2 separate regions of the Zea mays genome follow, and region 2 is linked to region 1. A link is a contact called in public Hi-C data. All regions are on one chromosome and are shown on one strand. The core of a region is the stretch at or near the end of the contact, and the rest is flanking DNA. Distances in the headings are between cores, read along the strand shown.

Evidence for each region. Hi-C and Micro-C count contacts between places; a contact is called where the count stands out from the background.
Region 2: a Hi-C map of leaf shows a contact between it and region 1, with 5 times the contacts expected there. The contact joins the enhancer-like site here to the promoter of LOC100277042 in region 1. A contact is called at or near these places in 4 of 25 Hi-C or Micro-C datasets (ear, endosperm, leaf and 1 more).

What each region holds. Positions count from the first base shown.
Region 1 is chr2:13,438,090-13,441,174 of Zm-B73-REFERENCE-NAM-5.0, reverse strand. It overlaps LOC100277042, which reads right to left and starts at 1,282. Exons shown (of 6, transcript NM_001150713.2): 1 at 1,038-1,282. It overlaps LOC100273828 (26S proteasome non-ATPase regulatory subunit 13 homolog A), which reads left to right and starts at 1,470. Exons shown (of 5, transcript NM_001148227.2): 1 at 1,470-1,846; 2 at 2,724-3,085.
Region 2 is chr2:13,543,530-13,546,922 of Zm-B73-REFERENCE-NAM-5.0, reverse strand. No RefSeq gene overlaps it. Among protein-coding and RNA genes, the nearest start is that of LOC103645997, 3.8 kb to the right of the region's middle. Within about 2 kb of position 1,837, at least 18 of the 20 cell types and tissues checked have an H3K27ac peak or open chromatin away from gene starts, as enhancers often do. A contact at or near this core is called in ear, endosperm, leaf and 1 more, where this site is marked.

The sequences.
Region 1 (3,085 bases), core at 33-2,532:
TCGCTCCCCTCCGCCGCCTTCGTTCGTTGCTTCCTGTGGCCCATGGGCTCCTCCGCCGTACTATTCATTTTTTGCATTTGGATGAATACAGCTTTTGTTTAGGCTTATGATGACCTATGAACGATCTTTTCATTTGACGTACATTAATATAATATAGAAATAAATGTGGGAACTATTTTATTAGCTTAATTGATGTCTACTGTATGTAACGAATTTTAAAATTTTGAAGTTCTCCATAATTCAATTGAGGCACACACGAACGTTTTTTTCTGTTTGTGTGCAAAAAAGAGTAAATGTAGAATTCAAAGTTTACGTAAATTGTGTTCGTAATTATGAACGGTGAATAATTTGTCCGTTGAACAAAAAAAATTGTAACATGTTTTTTTCATGACATGAAATTAAAATTTTGTTTGTACGCTAAATGGCTAAAAAACAATGTAATTTATGAAATCTGTTAGTACCGTAGATATAGAGGATCGAATTTAGAGGACATTGCTGGAAATGGAGAAGAAAGAATAAAGAACGGAATCTTTTAGAGAGTGTTGTAAAGGACATAAAATATTCATTTAGAGGATGAAATTTAGCGGCCGCCGCAGGAGAGAGTCAATGAGCCAGCTCGTTTCCCCCTATGTTTTCCCTTACCCACCCCCCAATGGCTGAAGCCGGCGGCCCGAATTCATGTTCACCAATGGCTATGGCAGCGCTCGAAGTATGAAGTGATCAGTGGGAGGTGCTCACACTGGATGACACAAACGGAAAGGGCTGAAAAGAACCGATCTCGCTCCAGCTTGGGCTATTTGGCAGTTCGGCCATTGCCATCAGCCAAGTCAAGTTAAACTGGGTCATCTAATACAGAAATACACCTAATTCGGCCTCGCGTGTTCATCTTCCCATAGCGCTCACGCCAGGATTTGGGAGAGAAATTGAAGGGAATTCTGTAGCTGTTTCTACTCTGGACAATTGTACATCAACTAGCCGTCTGTTCCTACAGCTACAGAAGATACTGGAGACAGAGGACACTCACGATCACGGCTCACCTAGGCGGTTCGGCGGACGGCGATTGGCGGGGCGGCTCGGTCTGGAGCTGAAGCCTTGGATGGAGGGGTCACACCGGTGGCCGGTCCGTGCGCTGTTCGCATGCGGGGTGGCCGGTCCGGCGTCGCCTCACAGGAGCGCCAGCAGTAGGTGGAGAACGCGTGAGTGCCGAGTGCCGACCGTCGACTCGATTTCACGCCCTCCTAGCGCCGGTGACCTGGCTCCAAACCTAGGACGGCAGCGAGACAGCGAAAACCGGAGCGGAGACGGCGGACGTGTCTATCTTTCTGGTGGAGTACTCCTTTCTGGTGCTACTCTACTAGTGATCCATTCCAACTTCGCTACAGCCTCTTGTGGGCCTTATGGGTGGTGTTGGGCCTTCTAAGTATACAAGTGTATACAGGCTCGGTGAGAAGCTGCGAAGCCTGCGAGCCCGACCGCGACCGAGCAGATCGTTCCGTCGTGCATTCGTGCTTCGGTTCTTCCCGTGCTCGTCTTCTTGGCCGGGACGAAAGAAAAGGGGGACTTTGGCTGTCGATGGCAGCGGCGTTGGAGTTCCTGGAGGCGCAGGGCGCGACCCAGCCGGAGCTCGCGGAATGGTACGCGGCGCTCGCCGACCTGTACCAGCGAAAGCTATGGCACCAGCTCACCCTGGGCTGATTTGGTGATTAGGGATCCCTAGGGGATCCATGGGGGAGGAATTCCCTTGCAATTCAATTTTGAATAGCAAAAGGATTTCTTCCGCTTGGGATCCCCGGTCACCAAACCAGCCCTCAAGCTGGAGCAGTTCCTCGCCCTCGCCGTCGTCCAGGTCCGCATGATTCCATCATTAATGATGTTTCGTTTCGTTTACCGACCCTAGTCGGTTGTATTCTGGCGTACAGCGTGCGGCTTGATCAGTTTAGGGCTACCTGGCTCCTTTTTACTTGTGACCGTTAGCTTTTAAGTTCAATACTGTGCGCTGCAGCGCGCAGAGTAGATGGTAACCTCAAATGGGTGAGGTGTTTGCGTGTGTGAATTATGTTGAGAGGTCATCATCATGCGATAGTGTCTAAGCGTGCATACCAATAGTTTGAATCCTGCGTATTATGTTCCTACAATTCTACTACACTCCTACAGTTAAATTTCTTTAGTTTACTACTCGTACATAACAGATACTCTTGTCTAACTAGCTATAGTTTTGATTGTCTACACACCTACTACATTTTCTAGGTGTAAACATGTCATAGCTGTTGTAATGTGATGTATCTTTAATTTATCTCTTGGGCTTGAGAAATAAATGCCTATTGTGAATACATACTGGTTGCTTGTGCTCACAACTTTGGTTTCTAACTCTAATAGTCGGTGGAAATTGTTTCTTACATAAACTAGCTCACTTGTGTTGGTACAGAATCATAGTTCGTTGGACTTAATTGTTATTAATACATATTATGCAATATGGAATGACTTCCCTTCAAGCACAAATTACATATAGTCTTATTAATCAACGTTGTGCTAATAGGTACTTTTCTTCCTTGGTGAATAAACTTTCAGTTATCACACTGCAATTGCATCATGGTCACCACATATATGTTGCCAAATTCCACATATACTTCAAGACCTTTTTATCAACAGTTTGGTTGCCCTTATACTGTCTTCACCACTGCACTGATCGCTTTGTGTGTGTGTGTGTGTTTCTTTTCATCCAGGCAGGCGATGCTCTGATTCATCTTTATAATCATTTCATCTCTGATTTTGAGACAAAGATCAGTCTTCTTAAATTTGCTCACTTCACAGTCGTAGTTTCACACCAGTATTTGGACAAGAATGCTGGTATAAATTATCTTGAAGGCGTAATTTCAAAACTACGTGATACCCGTGAATCGCGGGTTGAAGAGCCCATTCTGTATGTAAAGATGCAGATTGCAACATTTCTTCTTGAGAAAGGGAATCAAAAGGATTGTAAGAATCTGCTAGAAGAAGGCAAAACCACTTTGGACAGCATGGTTGATGTTGATCCTTCTGTACATGGTACCTATTACTGGGTGTGTTCACAGTATCATAAGGCCCG
Region 2 (3,393 bases), core at 588-3,087, 110 kb before region 1:
GCTGCCCTTCTCTTTGAATAAGTAGTTTAAGGCAAGAAACAGGCAATCCCAAGTTGAATGCCAAAAGTGGGCTAACATAACCAACATCTTCATCCATGGATGTAAAACCAGTAGCAGGGAACGTGCGACAAGGTAAGAAGCCCATTGCATGACCAGAGACCACTTGGTCAGTATGTTCTGAGCAGGACTTGTCAAGGGACGGGTTACCAAACAATACTGCTTTGACAATCCTCCCAACATTATTGTCAGTATTCTTGACAAGCACCTGCAGATCAGTAGATGCATATCATATTTCACTAAAATGAACAGAACAGAATCCCACACAGTACCCATTTACCATCTAAGCACGAAAAGCTGCACCTGAATTATGTCAGAGATGAACTTGCTAAGGCCATGTTTGTTTACCCTCTAGATTATATAATCCAGCTTAAATAAGTTAAGGGGCAAACAAACAACACAGATTATTAGGTGGAAGCCTAACCGATCGAATTTCCCAGCACGACTCTCCAATTCGAAACAAATGACAGAAACTAGAGGACTCACAGGAGTACCCGTGACGACCGCGAGCCGTCGGAGAGTGGGGGCAGGGATGCCGACGAAAGACGCGAGCTCCCCGAACTCGGCGCCACCACCTCCGGAGGGGAATCGGAGGACGCCGGCCTTAAGGCGCACCGGCTCCTGCGGCGGTGGCGGCGGGCGATCCCCCGGAAGCGAGTCGAGGAGCGCCTGCGTGGAGGCGAGGACCAGCGGCTTCCTCCGCTGCCGCATCTCCACCATGGCTGCGGCCACCGTGACGGAAAGCCCAGGGGATGGAGCGCAAAAGGCGACCGTGAAGAAGACGGCGCTGGAGTCTGAACTCTGAACAGCGGAAGAGGCAAAGAAGCACAAACAGTTCAGACTTAATTTTTTTTTCTTTTTTCAGAATAATAGTATCTATACTATTAAAAGATTGAAAATTTAGATATATATCATTAACTCATGTGAATTCCAATCATTTCCGATAAAACAATTAGATCCACGATCAGGACACGGCAATTTCCGATGGGCGTACCTTGCGTTGTGGCCGGAGCTGCAGCGGGGGAGTTGGAGCGGTACACCGAAGCTAGAGCGGACGCTGGAGTTGGAGCTGGACATAGGCGGGCGGGGGAAGCTGGGAGCTGGAGCTGGAGCAGTAGCAGTAGGCCGGACGCCGGAGTTGGAGCTGGAGCGCAGCCGCGCCTACGCAGAAGCAGAACGCCGGACGCCGGGAGGCGGGAGCAGTGGATGGCGGGCTGCGGCAGGCGGCGGCCGAGCAGTGGAGAGGCTCTAGGTTGGCTGGTGGGCGCCTGGGCGGTCTCGGCTGCCTGCGGGCTGCGGTAGTGCGGTCAGGGTCAGGGAGACGAGCTTTTTTTTTTTTTGGAACCGTGATATCGTCGATACTGGACTTCTGAAAATAGGTATCTCAAACAGAATAATTAAAATTTTAGTATTATAATTAGTTGAACTTTGGAATTATACGATCTACGACAGATTTAGCCGCAGTAATCCTCGTAATTTTACGGCAGTCCGTTTCTTACCACGGATCCACCACCGCTCCTCTCCCCGAGCGCTGCTCTTCCTCGGGCATCTCCGCCGCGCGGATGGTGATGGTCTCGGGCGGCGTCGCTGTTGGATATTCTTCCTAAGTGGGCAAGTGGCTATTGGGCTGACTGGTGACTGTTGTGTGTTCTTTTTTTTTTACATTCGGCTTACGCGATATAAAAACCGAACCCTAACTCGATAACCGAATAAGTACGATATGTGGATCGAACCCGAAAAACCGACCAATTCGATCTATTCGGGTTCGGATTCGGTTCATGGGGTTTAAAATGCCAAGCCCTACACAGCCTGCCTCGCTTGGTGTCGACCGATCCCATCGGTTTGGGCTGGGCTTGAGCCCAATGTCTTTCTTTGCTAATGGAAATGGTAAATTTGTGTATAACTGTATATCCTCCAAACCAGGAATGAAAAACTTGAGAAGGGGGAGAGAAAAAAAAATGAGCACTGTAGAATTTTGGGTGAGGAAGTGGGCAAGTGGCATATGGTTTTGGCAAAACCTATATTCTGGTACCACATCGCAGCAAACTTTCTCGAGACCATCTATTGCGAAAGTTTGTTCAATTATTGTGTCTTTAACATGTTGCTTCTTTAACAGAGCTGGAAAAGACGTCACTAATACAATAAATAAATAGCACCCTTTACATTGGTTTCGTCTATATTTTCCTTAATAAAAAATGGTTTCGCTTATATATATATACCTTGGTGCACAACGAAGAGTGTGGAGTCTTCGGCTAATTAAATGTGTAGTAGCCAACCAAGACATTCAAGATAAATAGTTTAAGAGCAACTCTAGAAAGATGCTAAAAAAGTTTTTCCAAAACATTATTATTAGGGGCATGTTAAAAAAATAGAGGTGAAATATGGTATATACTCCAACAGTTTCTTCAAACAAATGCTAAAATACAGTAAACTAAGCTAAATTAAAAAAACAAATTCATCTATACTTGTGTGTGTGTGTTTGGGCCTCCGGACCACATTCCTACATGCTACCTCTATTGGTCTATCATGTTGATCGTTTATATTTTGGTGGTTTGCTATTTAACACTGCCATGTTGAGGTGAGTATCACTTGCAAGAAGCTACATGTTTTAGATTACCGTGATCCTGTGTCAAACTCTACAAGTATTTGATTATAATTTAAACTATGTCGTGGCAACGACTGAAATCATACAATTCAATGCCTTCAAGGAAGTCTGAAACATACCGTTTGGCGGCACAAATGATCCAGCAAGGCCGTCACTGCGTTCGAAGAAGGAAGATGCACTTGGATCCGAGTTCCTACTACCAGCAAAGTTCCTGCCTTCAAAGAAGATGTCTCCACCGTCACGGTCGTCAGCTCCATCACCGGCCATCTACCACGAAGAGTTCCTAATGCCGACGGAGACCCTTTCCAGCAAGGCGCACTGTCCCAGCGTGATTGAGCTAAGGGATTTCGGGCAGCAGCCCTTGTCGGGAGCATATCATCTGCCGTGCCTGCCTCCTCTCGGATCAACAATGCCCAGCGCTGCTTTCGCACTGCCACCTAGGCCTGCTAATGGCAAAAAATCCAATCCACTCCCACCCATACCCAAATCTAATTACTTTGATATCCATCCCACACCCAACCAAAAAATACTAGAGGGAAGTTAAACCCAACCCATCCAATAACATTATTGATCCCAAACCAACCCGTAATTGGGTGGAAACCCATGGAAAACCCGTGGGTTTAGCTTATTGTCTCACATCAAGCCAACTGCATACACATTTTAAAAATCACATTTTAAAGCAGTAAAATAATTCAAATGAAAAAGTTTTCAACTACAAATTTGTATAACTC